4 separate regions of the Mus musculus genome follow, and all the other regions are linked to region 1. Evidence: chromatin contacts called from public promoter capture Hi-C data. All regions are on one chromosome and are shown on one strand. Each heading gives the region's core, a stretch centred on a gene start, on an enhancer-like site or on the middle of the called end of the contact. The rest is flanking DNA. Distances are from core to core; before and after follow the strand shown.

Region 1 (3,650 bases), core at 709-3,208:
CCTAGGATACCCACGATATAAGATACAATTTCCTAAACACATGAAACTCAAGAAAAATGAAGACTGAAGTGTGGACACTATGCCCCTCCTTAGAAGTGGGAACAAAACACCCATGGAAGGAGTTACAGAAACAAAGTTTGGAGCTGAGATGAAAGGATGGACCATGTAGAGACTGCCATATCCAGGGATCCACCCCATAATCAGCATCCAAACGCTGACACCATTGCATATACTAGCAAGATTTTATCGAAAGGACCCAGATGTAGCTGTCTCTTGTGAGACTATGCCGGGGCCTAGCAAACACAGAAGTGGATGCTCACAGTCAGCTAATGGATGGTTCACAGGGCTCCCAATGGAGGAGCTAGAGAAAGTACCCAAGGAGCTAAAGGGATCTTCAACCCTATAGGTGGAACAACATTATGAACTAACCAGTACCCCTGAGCTCTTGACTCTAGCTGCATATGTATCAAAAGATGGCCTAGTCGGCCATCACTGGAAAGAGAGGCCCATTGGACACGCAGACTTTGTGTGCCCCGGTACAGGGGAACGCCAGGGCCAAAGGGGGGGAGTGGGTGGGTAGGGGAGTGGGGGTGGGTGGGTAAGGGGGACTTTTGGTATAGCATTGGAAATGTAAATGAGCTAAATACCTAATAAAAAATGGAAAAAAAAAAAAAAGAAAAAAAAGACAAGACCCCATGTGGTATGCATAATCACGACTTTGTATATCCTTTTAAATAAGGAAGCTGACATAAAAGGTCATACATTTGAGATAGCTTAGGTGGTAGCCCTGTCTACTAAGCTTGACACCAGTTCGATTCTCTTAGACCCATATGTCACTTCTCCCATTTGACTGAGTTTTCTGTTTGGTGTACCCGTGCGCCCTCCTAAACCACAAGGTCTCCTATTTTGGCCTTTATCTCTTTTCCTTTTCCTCTTCTTCCTCTTCCCTCCTCTTTCCTCCTCCCCACTTCTTCTCCCCTTCTCCCTCTCTCCCCTCTCCCTCTTCTTTCTCTTCTCCTCCCCTCCCTTGTTAAATCTATTTTGCTCATTTCCTTCCTTCATTCTCCTCTCTCCTCTCCCCTCCCTCCCTTGTTAAATCTATTTTGCTCATTTCCTTCCTTTATTCTCCCCTCCCCTCCCCCCCCCCATCTCTGCCTAAAACGCTGCCACGGAAGTTTGGTGCTTGATCAATGTTGAAGAACACAACAATGAATAATCATTAAATGTTGCAACCCAATTCTATACATAGGAGGCTGTCCGCGGCTGACAGCCTCACAGTTTTCCAGAACGTCTAGAAAAGCGAAGCTATTCCAGTAGAAGGACACCGCGCGTCTTTTACTCTTCCCGGTTACATCGTCCCCAAAAAACCCCGAAGTCCTCTCTCGGGTCGCCTAAAAGCAGAGACTCGCCGCGCGGGGCCCGGAAACGCGGCGCCTACGGTAGCAACTCCCAGGCAAAAACAGAGAAAAGCACCAATCCGGGAGGCTGAGGCTGACAACATGGCGAGTCCCGGCTTCAGAAGTCAAGACAGACAAAAAACAAAACTAAACAAAACACAAACAAAACCCTGACTAACTTCCACTCTGGCAAACGGAGAACACGAAACCGTGAGCTGGGCAACTATCTAGCGTGGCCCAGTGGGCGCCCTGCCGACGCGTGGGAACGTAGATGCCCCGCGCCCTCTGTCGGCCGCGGGCTGTCTCGCGGCGTCCCTGGCGGGATTCCGGCTTCACGCCGGAAGTCACCAGAGAGAGAGAGAGCTCGGAAGTAGCCACAAAAGGATCCGCGGAACGGAAATATCCTTGGCCTAGCGTTCCTACCCGGAAGTTTTCATTCGCCGGAACCGACTGGTTTTTAAAAAGACACGGCGGCGGGATTACGCTGGGGGGGGGGGGGGGAGCGGAAGTTTAGGCGCGCGCGCTGCGCGGAGAGCACCCTGGGAGCGGAAGGAAACAGGCCTTTCCCAGACTCTCTGCTCCGGTGGTCACCGACTTGGGTTCGCGGAGCGTGCTGGTGCTGAAAGCCTCCGCTTGCCGGCATCATTCTGGGCGGAGGTCAGAAGTGGCGGAAATCGCGGCGTCGCTTGGGAACCCGGGACCGCTGGTGAGCCATGGTGAAGAAATCACGGCGGCGTGGAGCGGCTCAGTGGGCCGCCGTGCGGGCCCAGGCAGGTCTCACCGCCACGGACGAAAATGAGGACGACTTGGGGTTGCCGCCCTCTCCAGGGGACTCCAGCTACTACCAAGACCAGGTAGATGAGTTCCATGAAGCGCGATCTCGGGCAGTCCTGGCCAAGGGCTGGAACGAAGTCGAGAGTGGGGAGGAGGATGGCGATGAGGAGGAAGAGGTGCTACCTCTAGATATTGATGATGGAGATGACGAAGATGGAGAGAGTTCGGAGGAGGAGGAGGTTGGAGAGGATGATGACGGCGGAAGCTCCGTGCAGAGTGAGGCTGAGGCCTCTGTGGACCCTAGCTTGTCCTGGGGTCAGAGAAAAAAGCTTTATTACGATACGGACTATGGTTCCAAATCCCGAGGCCGTCAGAGTCAGCAAGAAGTAGAAGAGGAGGAAAGAGAAGAAGAGGAGGAGGCACAGATAATTCAGCGGCGCTTGGCCCAAGCCCTGCAAGAGGATGATTTTGGAGTCGCTTGGGTGGAGGCCTTTGCAAAGCCGGTGCCCCAGGTAGACGAAGCTGAGACAAGGGTTGTGAAGGATTTGGCTAAAGTCTCGGTAAAAGAGAAGCTGAAAATGTTGAAGAAAGAATCACCAGAGCTCTTAGAGCTCATAGAAGACCTCCAAGCCAAGTTGACAGAGGTGAAGGATGAGTTAGAACCCTTGTTACAGTTGGTGGAGAAAGGGGTCATTCCAACTGGAAGAGGAAGCGAATACCTGAAGACTAAGTATAATCTCTACTTGAACTATTGCGCCAACATTAGCTTTTATTTGATCTTAAAAGCCCGGAGAGTCCCTGCACATGGACATCCTGTTATAGAAAGGCTTGTTACCTACAGAAATCTGATCAACAAGCTGTCGGTTGTGGATCAGAAACTGTCCTCTGAAATCCGTCACCTCCTCACAGCCAAGGATGGTGCTGTAAAGAAAGAAATGACTCCAAAAGCAAAATTAACCAAAACCAAGCCCAAGTCTGTAAAGCAGGCTGCTGCTGTTGCCCTGACTGATGAGCCTGATTTTGATGGGGCTGCTCTCAAGTACTATAAGGAAATGGAAGACAGGCAAGAGTTGAAGAGAAAGAAGGAAGAAAACAGTGCTGAAGAACAGGCTCTCGAAGAACAAAATGCAAAGAGAGCCATTACCTACCAGATTGCTAAAAATAGGGGACTTACACCCAGGAGAAAGAAGATTGATAGAAATCCCAGAGTGAAACATAGGGAAAAGTTCAGAAAAGCCAAAATCCGACGACGAGGCCAGGTTCGTGAAGTTCGCAGAGAAGAACAGCGGTACAGTGGTGAACTCTCTGGCATTCGTGCTGGAGTTAAGAAGAGCATTAAGCTTAAGTAAAGTTGCTCTTTGGCCTAGCTTTTGGCAATTATTTTAGGTCAATAAAAAGTGTTTTGAAGTAAAGTGATTGTGTTTGTAATACCTATTTTTTTTTCTTTAAGTTTAAAATTTGTTGTCAGCAGGGAATTAG
Region 2 (3,650 bases), core at 636-3,135, 4.7 Mb after region 1:
AACACAAAGCTCTCCCCAGTCTTCTTGTTCGGCTCCTAAACTTCTCTCATCAGTTGTTTCTTTCTCACCACTGACCCTGTTAGCTGGGCTTTTCCCCTGTTGCAAGATATGTCTGAACTTTAATCATAGCTCCATTCTCTCATCGAGTCGCCAATTGCTGTGCGAGTTTACAAGCATGGACTTTCATCCAGATGTACGTCACTAACGTAATAATTTAAATAATGCTTAAAAGATCAACCACACCTCGAATAAAATTATATAACCTGTAAATCATTTAAGTGGTATGCTAATATTTTATGTTCTAAAACCAAGAAGGCCACACCCCTCTGAAACTGGAATGCTAGCTAGCCCTTTGGTGTTCTCTTCCTCTGCTGCTCTGTGCTCCAAACAGATGTCTGAGTCTCTTTCCAGCTAATACACAAAGCCATCTATTTGAGTAACTCTTCAGCTGTTAAAGCGGTACTAGGTGCCCTCTAGTAGTTTATAAGCTCCAAAGTGACTCACAGAAAACACACCCAAGAGTAAAAAATTCATTTCGGAGAGGCTAGCTGTTTAGAATTCATGAAGGCTCTAAGTTACCGATTTGCATGTTTGTTAGGAGGCAGAGATCTGAGGGAATAGAAAGTAAAACAAACAAACAAAACCAAAACAATCTAGGGAATTTTCCTGCCTCCCGACAGATACTCCACTCCGTGTGAAAGTTAGCCCTGCCTAAGGCATCTAGTTGGTTTGGTTTTTGCTCTGCCTTAGGAGAGGTGTCAGCTTAATAACAACGTTAATTATAATAGACAATAAATGATAATTTATGGGCGATCAAGAACCAAGAGGCTGTGGGAGCCTTCATTAAAACCAAAAGCAAACAGTACAACCATAACCTCTAGAAGCACACTTATTAGATATCTATATACCCTCATCAATCTGCAGTTTTTATTGAAAGGTCCCTCCTTTGAACTTTTTATTATGGAAAAAAAATTTCAAGGCACACAAATGCACTCACAATTCTGTAATGCAGTCTCTACTACCCACCGCCCAACTTCAACAAGTCAGCTGTGTAACCAACTAGTTGAATTTAGCTTTTTTTCTTTCCTGAGTCAGATCGATTAAAAAAAAATTATCTCGGTAAGCATCTTGGAATGTTAAGAGCTTGACTGTTTATTGCAAAATACACCGGTGGTACAACTAAGAAGTTCAGGACGCCCTTCTGCACTCCTGGAAACGCTGTTACAGAGTTATGTGACCTCGGATTTTCGGGGTGTGACCAGAGGCGACAGCCTCGGGCCTCGCCTAGACTGAGCTAGAGTTCCTAGGCAGCTGTGGACCCCGGCACGTAACCGAGCACCACAAATGCCACCCACCCAAGCATGCGCAATCCAGACCCCAGAGTTGCTAAGGCCCCGGAAGAAGATAAGAGAGTCGGGATATATTGAGAGCCAATCAGAGGACGCAACAGCCAGTCGGCCAGCCAATCCAGATTCGAGATTAAATCAAGTCCTCAGCAGTCGGCTTGCCCCACCCTTGTCCAATCAGGGAGCCCGCTACTTTGGGCGGACTTTTCAAAACAGCGAAAACAAAACAAATCGGGGGACCTTTAAAAGGTGTGAGGCGTCCAGAAACTGTCTCCTTCCGCTCTCCGATCGGCTCGCTCATCTTTGCTCCCTTCCGGTTCCATTCTGAAATGAGGCTGGAATCCAGATTCCACTCCCTACCATAGATCCTGGCTCCGCAAGGCCAAGAGGAACAGAAGGGGCCAAGAGAGGCTGGGAACTGAGGCTCGGAGCAGGGACTCTTTTTCTCAGATCCACTGGGCGAGCGAGCGAGGATCCCTCCGCGCGCAGTCACGCGCCCCGCCCCTTGGGGGCGTCGCAGACTCAAAACAAAAACAAGGGGTTTGCTCAGCTCCGGAGGCTGCGGCGGAGCCGGGAGGAGGTGGCGGTGCAGGGCGGGCGCTGAGCCCCGCTGAGGAGCAAGATGCAGCCGGGGCTGTGAGGCCGGGCGGCGGCGGGGAGGTCGGATGCGGGTCTCGGGGTGCCGCTGAGGAGGCTGGTCCCTGAGCTCGGAGACGGGTCCGGACGCCCCCGCCGCGCCGGTCCGTGACGCCGGGGCCGACACGGTGAGTGGGCCTCCCGGGTGGCTCTGGGTTTGGTGGCTCCGGGTCTGGATCGCGGTTTGCTTTGATGGTGGAGTCCCCCAGCCGCAGCTGAGGGACTGACAGGGGCTCCAGGGTGTTCTGAGGCTATACGGTGGGTTGACAGCCCCGGGGCTTCGCACCGTTACTGAGCCCAAGTATTAGGCTACTGCTCGCTGCGGGCGTACTGGACTCCCCACTGTCTCCCCAGCATCCCCCAAGCTACTGGGCCGCCCTGTCTCGAGTTGCGGGGCTCGTCAAAGCTGCAGAAGCTGCGGGGGTAGCTTGGAGGTGGGCTCCGCGACGGGCTCCCGGGGCGGGGCTCCGAAGCCGCCTCCTTCCAGTTCTTTGTTCAGTCTCGAGACTCCCCCTCCCTTCTCTCCTATTGTGCAACGCCCCGCCCCAGAACCCGCTTCGGTGGCTTCAGTCTTCCGGTCCCCCGCTTTCCTCTAGGGCCTAGAGTCTAGTTAGAAGTCCCTGCTGTGCTGTCCAGGTGATGCGGACAGTAGGGGACATTACGCTTCTTGGACACTTTTCCTGTACGTCAAACGCTGTCGGCCACAGAGCTGATCAGAACTAGCCCTGGCCAGCGGAGGTGACCGAGATACTGCCCCCCCATGCCACGCCTCCATGTCTTTAGGGGAGGATTCCCCTGAGGCTGGCGGACGTGACCGATCCCCCCCTCACCCGGTTCTGGCTTGCGTGATCTGGGGCGCCCCTAGCTGGAGGGATCGCGGCCAGCTCCTTCTGCTCTCACACCCTACGTATCCGGATTATATTCTTAACCGGCCGCGGTGTATTTGCTGCAGATGAAGGATTTGGGGGCCAAGCACTTGGCAGGTGGCGAAGGGGTTCAGCTTTTCGGATTGTTGAACTTCTACCTGGAACAAGAACAGAGATACCAACCTCGGGAAAAAGGGCTGATCTTGATGGAGGCTACCCCGGAGGTAAATTTGAGAATTGATAGGACTTGGGGGAAGGTGGGAAGGTAACTTTTTGGTTTTCCTCGTACCAAATCAGTACCAAAGGCTAAAAAGTTAAATCCAAAATTGGCCTCACCGTACTAAGAAAAAACGTGAAACGTGAAAGGGTTCTGCTTTTGTTTTTAGTGAATGTGGAAGTTATACCAAGTGTACTGTAGAGGCGTTTCTTCTGGTGGTGGGAAATTCCTAGAGAATATTTCTAATAGGATCTTAGATTGTGTCAGAAAAACCTCATCAAGGAACCCACATTCTGCTGTAACTACCTTGGGTGGGGCAACACTTCACGTTATATTGAGTTGGCTAAAGTTCTGTATTGGATAAATTTTAAAAGTAGTGATTTATCTGAACGTAGTGTGATAGCTTTAGGAGGTCATGTGTACAATGGGGAAAACTAAAGGGAGAGTAGGTTTTGAACCACCTCTATTCCATTCTAAGAAAATAAACTTTGATTCTTGGTTTTTAATTTCAGAATGATAACACTTTGTGTTCAAGACTGAGAAATGCCAAAGTGGAAGATTTAAGAAGTTTAACTAACTTCTTTG
Region 3 (3,650 bases), core at 554-3,053, 3.9 Mb after region 1:
TGACGGAACATAAACTATGGACAGTACATTCATATACGAGCAGCTGAGGATGGAGAGTTTTCTAAGAGTCATACGGATGTCGAGCTCACATAAGCCTAACTTAAATTGGGTCGTACACATCCATTAATTTGTGTTCTGAAAAATTTCAGTGATCTTCAAACAAGCCACAGATTAAAAAAACCAAAAAACCAAAAACCTTCATCATCCTCTTTTTGAAAGTAAAAGATGCCGAGCCTACTTTTTAGAACTCAGTGTTAATTGGTAAATTAAAACTACTCATGGAAAATTTCCCAAAAACCCAGCAAAGAATCCGGGATTCTTTCTACAATTATATATAGAAATACATCCTAATATATTGAGTTAATGCTAGAAAAACATCGTTACAGTTTGAAAAACAAGACAGGTCGCTGCTGTTCGTATAAGACTTGTTTCTCTTGGAAACACAAGGACAATAAGATGAAATCCCAATGAAATATGTATTAAAAAATGAAAAATGACTGCAGGAGTCCAAGAATCCCAGGGAAACGCTTACCTTCTGCTAAAGCTAATGTTTTAAAAAATATTCGGTTCCCAACTTATCATTTGGAAGCTGTGCTCTGTATCATTAAATGAAAATCCAACCAAGGTGCATTCTAATTCTTTAAGGCTTTCCAAAACCCACATCTTTTAAAGCAGCCAAAACTTTAAATATATTTGATTTGATCTTAGGAAATAAACCCCTTTCTTTATTAGACAAGTGCCATTTCTTCCCCCAAACTCTAGGGACATCGGAACATTCTTGGACTCCAGCCCCCATACTCGTTACACACATGACCCCAGTATCTACCTGCACTCGCCAGACTGTTACCAAAATTGAACGGAGTCGCCGAGGTAGTAGAAACACCGAAATTCCCAATATTAAAGTTCACTGCAGGGTTAGCGGTTAATCCGAAACCCCCAAAATTAAACCCACCGGCGGTGGAGTTGGCAGTCTCAAGCCCACCAAATCCTGATAGTCGTGGAGGCAAGAGAAACAAAAATTTGAAAAGGTGAGAGGAGGGAAAGAGAAAAGGAGAAGAAAGAAAGGTAAGAATTACAAGAATCAGCAAGAGGTTTCACAGCGTGAACAAACCTGACCTGCACCGGATCAGGGGAAGAAAGCCAAGGTGCGGACAGACAGAAGGAGCGAAGGGCAGCACGGGCGGGGGCCGAGCATCCCCCCCCCCCGGGCTGGGGAGGGGACAGAGGGAGCTGCGGGCAGCCTGGCTCCAACTTTACCCGTCTGGACCTTGAGGCTGAGACGGACGAGGGGACGCGGGGTCCCGGGAAATGAGAGGGGCGTAGCCTCCGGCCTCTCCTGGGCGGACACCCCAATGGCGGGAAGCACCGCGGCGGCCGAGCCACGCGGGTTGAGCGTGCTGTGCGAGCCCCAGGCTGAGCCTGAGCAGCCCGCGGCCCTCCCACCGCCACCGCCGCCGCCACCACCGCCACCGCCCTCTCCAAATGACTCCAAGGTGTCCCGAGTGCCAGGGCAACCCCGGGACCCCCCAGCCGGACCGATCGGATCGAGGGGGCGGGCCCGAGGCTTTGGTTCCTTGGAGGAAGAAGGTAGGCCCAGGGCTGACTCACCCGCCGGTGCCGCGGTGGCTGTAGAGGTGCCCGAAGTGCCCGAAGGAGCCCCAAAATTGAAAGCCATGTCGCGGGAGCAGCACTTAGATGGCCCCGGGCTCGCGCGGCGCGACGCCCAGTGCCCTCCGCTCTTCTGTCCGGCTGGGAACCGTCAGGCGGTCCGTACCATTAGTTCCGCCTCCTTCCCGGTCTAAGCGGAGCAGGCAGGAACCAAGCAAGGATGGAGTGGGTGGGATGATCGAACGGGAACGCCTACCACCGATCACTTCCGGGGGTGTGTTTGTGGCTTTCACGTGGTGTGGGGCGTCACCACAAAGGGGAAGTGATGAGAAGTTGGACATGGGGTGTTGTATGGTGGCTCTCTGAAGCCACTTTAGAGAAGTGACAGTGTGCAGGGACCGCGTGAAAGTACTGCCCTTACCTCTGAGGAGCGGTCCTTCCCGGAGGAAAGGAGGTTTGAGTAGATAAAGCAGTTGAGAAAGAGGCATTCGAGAGTGATGGAAAGATGATGGCGATGGTGGTAACACGTGTGTTAGCTATGTGGAATGCACGCTAGTAATTGTTTTTGCATATTTTTTTAAACCCCCAGCTGCGTTTCAGACAGTTTACTACTATTGTCATTGACCAAGAAGAAGGGCTGACCTCGATGAAGCAAATGGGCCCACTAACTGGTAAAATCTGTGCCCTGCATCGCACTTCTGGGGAACATTTAATCCTCAACTACACAGAGAAGATTTCTGTCGTTGACTAATTGGCACAGACGAGACAGGAGGACTGAGGATTAGAGTTGCAAAGCAGCATCCCCAAAGTCACTTCGCTGGTTTTTCTCTACTTAGCCCCGATTCTTTTCTCCTTTTAAAAATATTTATTGTACATGGCACTGTGTTACATTAGGACATCTTGATACAAGTTTATGTTGTATTTTGAATATATATTCCTACTCCTAAATTTTCTGTCTTCTCCCTGTCTCTCCCATTAGTTCCCTAGTAATTTTACTTCATTTTCCATGTCATATGATTTATGTGTTTAATTAAACCTAGGAATCATAAATGAATTTTTTTCCTTCTGTGACTGGCTTAATTCACTTAATAATGTTTATCTCCAGTGATATTCAGTTTTGTGCAAATGACAACATAACTTCCTTCTTAGGGCTGAAAACTCTTTTGAGTATATACCATCCTCTGTTTCTGATCCATCCCTCTGTTGTTAGGCAACTAGGTTTGTTAACAATTGTGACTAATGCTTCAGTAGAGATTGATATACATCTATGTGATAGACTAACTTGGAGTCCTTATAGACATAGCTGGGTCATGTGGTAGATCTAATTTTAGTTTTCTCAGGAACCTCTTTGCCCCATTTTGTGTGTGTGTGAGAGAGAGAGAGAGAGCACATGCATGTGTGGGAAGAGTGTATACACACATATGTGCACACGTGCCTGAAGGCCAGAGATTGACATGGGTGTCTTCCTAATTTACTCTTAATTTCTAATACAAGGTCTCTCAATAAATCTAGATCTCATCGCTTATTTGGCAAGACTGTCCAGCCAGCAAGCCCCAGGGGACTCCTGATTCTGCCTGCCCAGTGTTATGGTTATACATGAATGCCACTGTGCTCAGCGTTTGTTTAATTTTAAATATGGGTGATGAAGATTAAACTCATATCCTCAAACATTAACAGCAAGCACTGTACTGACTGAGCAGTCTCTCTGGCCCCACCTTTTAAAAAAATTACCATTACATTCTGTTTCCCTGCCGGGCGTGGTGGCACACGCTTTTAATCCCAGCACTCGGGAGGCAGAGGCAGGCGGATTTCTGAGTTCCAGGCCAGCCTGGTCTACAAAGTGAGTTCCAGGACAGCCAGGGCTATACAGAGAAACAATGTCTCAAAACAAAACAAAACAAAAATCTGTTTCCCTATAGATTATGGTCAGGATTTCATACATTCTTGATAGCAGTAAGAAAACCTTTGAAGAAGCTTTAGACCAAAGCATCTTATGATCAGAATTTAGTTGTTAGAGACAAGCATGCATGTTTGTGCATGTC
Region 4 (3,650 bases), core at 419-2,918, 3.4 Mb after region 1:
ATAAGGTCAGTGACCAGCAGAGCTGATTGTGAAGGTGGCGAAGGAGGAGTTGATGACCACTGTGGGTGCTAGTTAATATATACTCCTAGTCATTTCTGGGGACACACCTCTTAAAACACCACATGTGCACTCTAGCATGCAATCATCACATGGTTTATAAAAGAGGGACTTTCCCTGTTGGCAGAGAAGGCTGAACCTAGAGACTCTCTGGTGAGGCCAGTACTCTAGCAATGACCTATATATACCCCCAGCCCCACCTCCTTTTTTTTTTTTTCTTATTTGCATTAGCATCTCCTGGCTGGTATTCCTTCTGCCTCTGCTTCACAAATAGCTGGAAGTATGCATCTCCTGGAGCTACAGGCCTTTACCACTAAGACCAGCTTCCAAACTTGTATATTTTATATGCAAGCTCTTTAAAAAGTAGCTTGCTCCAAATTACACAGCAAGTTAAGGACAATCTAAACTATGAAGGGAAAGCTATAGGATTCCAAGAGTCAAAGTTTCTTCTCAGTGGGAGGCGACTTCTGAAGACTGAAGCCAAGGCCTTCAGCATTATAAACTCAATTCTAAGGCTGAGTTATAACCCCAGCTCAAATCTCAGGCTTTCTCAACAAAATATTAAAACTGCTTCTTAAAAAAAAAAATCAGGTAAGTCTTAACTGTGTGAGAGTCATTTTTAAAAACTCTAGATGACTAGAACGTCTCAAGCAGGAAAAATGACAGCATATATGTATTAGGCACTCCTCCAATATCCAACTTAATGGCAATCACCCAACTCTCACTTCACACAGACATTTTCTCCTGGACAGGTCTGGGCATATTCCTAGACAAAAAAATGAAGCTGACAAGCCATACTATAAACTTCCTACACGTACAGAAATTATATTCTGATTCTTCCCTTGCTTATGCTTTCATCACTGCATCATACGCACTTGACAGAAATGCCAAGGCCCTTTCACTTCCTCATTCTACTGTCAACCGCAAATGACGGATAAACCCACAAGGGAGGTGAATTTAAGCAAGGGCCAAGTCTTTACAAACAAGAACTTGGCTTGCAGCGGCGATCGAGTACAGAGCTCCTGCTCGCCTTGCCAAAACGTTTCCTGCAAGGAGAGCCCAACTCCAGATGGCAGGTATCCTGACAAGCAGCTCGGTCTGAAGCTTCTGCCCAACCTGCCCTTGCCAGACCCGACCGCAGCTCATCGAGGAGGTACCCTCTAAAGTCGTCACCTTGAGGAGACAAGCTCTGTCATAGTGCTCGCAGCCCCGCGGCCCCTGCGCCAGGTTGCGGACGCCATCTTCCCGCGCCGTCGCCGCCATCTCCTCCTCCTCCTCCTCCACCACCTCCCCCTCACCAGCCACTGAACCTTTCCCCCAGCTTGGAAGCCACGCCTTAAGGAAGCAGAGTCGGTCGGACACCCGCTCCTCCTCGGAGCAGCGGCCACCAGAGTCAGGAAGGGGGGGTCCAATCACGTGATCTGCAGCATCCGGATTTCCGGTCCCTGGTGTAAGGGGTGGAAGCCAAGTGAGACGCTTAGTCCGTCGTCCACGTTAGTCGCTGTCGTCACTGCTAATGGTAGTAAGTCTTAGGTTGGCTCTTTTTCCCCGCCCCGGCATCGCTGCCAGCCCTGATTGCGGGCGAAGGGGACCGCTGCGTCGTCTGGCGGGCGCTGCTGCGAGCCGCCGGCGCCGGTGAGGAGCGGCCCCTCCCGCGGCTGCTCCGAAAGGGGGCGGGGCTCGGCGGCTGCGCGCGCAGGTCCGAGTGCCGGCGGCTGTCCCGGTCTCCTTTTTTCCCTGCGCCCCCTTTAGAAAATATTGTGCTGTCACCCACCCAGGACTTAAGAACGCAAAGTGAAAAACAAGTAGCCACGCCACGCCCCCGTGGAACTCACAAATGGGGAGGGGGAGAACGCCACGGCATTAGATGAGGTCACAACTTCCACACTGGAAGGACAGTCCTGTGTGGTGTCCCTGGGGAAGGAGACGCTCGAGCTGAAAGTTGAATGGCAAACAGTACGCCAGCAGGAGTTAGTGTGTACCAGACCTGTGGGAGAGAAAAATCTGGCCCGTAAGAACATGAGAGAAATAAAGAAGCCTGCAGAGTTTGAATCTCAGACCTCAAGGTGCATAACTTTATGTCCACTCTTACAAAATACCAAGACTTAGAGCATTTTATCAGCAAAACTTCAGGTGTTGGGATCTGGGAGAAGGGAGGCAATTGTCCGGGAGGAGATGCCTTTAGCTTAGCCCTGGAGTTACTAACTCGTTTTAATTCTCTTCCAGTTGTGTTAGGAGTTGCTAAAAACATGGTGAAAGGTTGCTCGGCCATTGGATGTGCCTCTCGCTGTTTACCAAATTCCAAGTTAAAAGGACTGACATTTCATGTGTAAGACTTTGCTGTACTCAAGCCAGATACTTTTAACTTTTTACTAAAAATGATTCTACCAGAGTCTGCAGTTACAAGCTTTTGTTCCCAGTCTTTTTAAAATAACCTTGTTAAATTTGAACTGACAATGGTCCCTTTATAATGTGCAAGTTTCAAGTGCCAAGGAATGAAAGACCAGATAGCACCCCCACCAAAAATAAAATACCCCCACGCACAAATTGTCAGGCTCGTCTTTGCTAATGTTTGCATTCTAACTGTGTTACGGTCTCTACTGTTCATATGTCGATCATCATCTAACTGAGGGCTCTGTTCAAATACCCATACCTTCTTTTTAGAAATAGATGAGGTGGAGTGGTTCACTGTAAACTACATGTTCAGATCAAGGATTATTTAGCTGTGTGAGTTTGAGGATTCTAATTTAGTGTTTAGCCATTCCTGTGACACCCTAGGAAGGGTCTAATAGGATTTAATAAGCATACTTAGGATGTTCGCAGCTTTTGTGAAGCACTGTTATTACTAGGGAAAGATCTAGTTACTTTACTAGGCAGGGAAATAAAAAGAACCTATGTGCTACCATGTCCCAAAACAATATTGAACTAGCTTAGAAATGTTGAGAAGTCTGATTATTGCCTCCTGTATATGTCAAAGTAATTGTAGCTCCAGAACCGTAGACGTGCCAGCTGTTCTCCGCATGAGTTCATAAGGCATTTATAGACCTGCTATGTATGAGTTGCTATACAAGTTATTTTCAGGTTTGACAGAAAGGAGGAAGTATAAGAGGCCCTCCTATTCATTGAAGACAAATTCTAGGTATCACCTCAGAAAGGGAAAGGCCAAAGGTATTCTTCAACCGCTGTAGAGAAAGAAAAACCTTTAATTGCAAATCTTGCTACAGGCTAAATGTCCACTGAAACATTCATATGCTACTATAAAAATTTAAGGGCTGGTGAGATGGCTCAGTGGGTAAGAGCACCCGACTGCTCTTCCAAAGGTCCGGAGTTCAAATCCCAGCAACCACATGGTGGTTCACAACCATCCGTAACGAGATCTGACTCCCTCTTCTGGAGTGTCTGAAGACAGCTACAGTGTACTTACATATAATTAAAAAAAAATTTAAATAAAAGCCATATGTATGAAGAATGATTGGCAGAAAAATCTAGATATTAAAACTGAGCTATGAGGCCAACAGAATGTCTTAGCAGGTAAAGGTAGTTATCACAAAGCCTAATATATGTATGTATATATATATATATATATATACACA

What was found. Promoter capture Hi-C pulls out the DNA fragments that hold promoters and counts their contacts.
Region 2: a contact with region 1 is called in a promoter capture Hi-C map of pre-B cells. The contact joins the promoter of Ccng2 here to the promoter of Utp3 in region 1. A contact is called at or near these places in 3 of 39 promoter capture datasets (cranial neural crest, pre-B cells and second pharyngeal arch cranial neural crest).
Region 3: a promoter capture Hi-C map of frontonasal cranial neural crest shows a contact between it and region 1. The contact joins the promoter of Nup54 here to the promoter of Utp3 in region 1.
Region 4: a contact with region 1 is called in a promoter capture Hi-C map of pre-B cells, with 2.8 times the contacts expected there. The contact joins the promoter of Rchy1 here to the promoter of Utp3 in region 1. A contact is called at or near these places in 2 of 39 promoter capture datasets (liver and pre-B cells) and 1 of 115 datasets of contacts at active chromatin or transcription factors (astrocytes).

The regions. Positions count from the first base shown.
Region 1 is chr5:88,552,504-88,556,153 of GRCm38.p6, forward strand. It overlaps Utp3 (UTP3 small subunit processome component), which reads left to right and starts at 1,959. Exons shown (of 1, transcript NM_023054.2): 1 at 1,959-3,587. The coding sequence starts at 2,111. The coding sequence ends at 3,520.
Region 2 is chr5:93,265,688-93,269,337 of GRCm38.p6, forward strand. It overlaps Ccng2 (cyclin G2), which reads left to right and starts at 1,886. Exons shown (of 8, transcript NM_007635.4): 1 at 1,886-2,110; 2 at 2,935-3,072; 3 at 3,578-3,650. The coding sequence starts at 2,935.
Region 3 is chr5:92,433,396-92,437,045 of GRCm38.p6, forward strand. Nup54 (nucleoporin 54) reads right to left here and starts at 1,804. Exons shown (of 13, transcript NM_001359995.1): 1 at 1,609-1,804; 2 at 827-988. The coding sequence starts at 1,675. Gm42114 (a long non-coding RNA gene) reads left to right here and starts at 1,216. Exons shown (of 2, transcript XR_880431.3): 1 at 1,216-1,587; 2 at 2,198-2,674.
Region 4 is chr5:91,961,400-91,965,049 of GRCm38.p6, forward strand. It overlaps Rchy1 (ring finger and CHY zinc finger domain containing 1), which reads right to left and starts at 1,669. Exons shown (of 9, transcript NM_026557.4): 1 at 1,231-1,669. The coding sequence starts at 1,320. It also overlaps the pseudogene Thap6.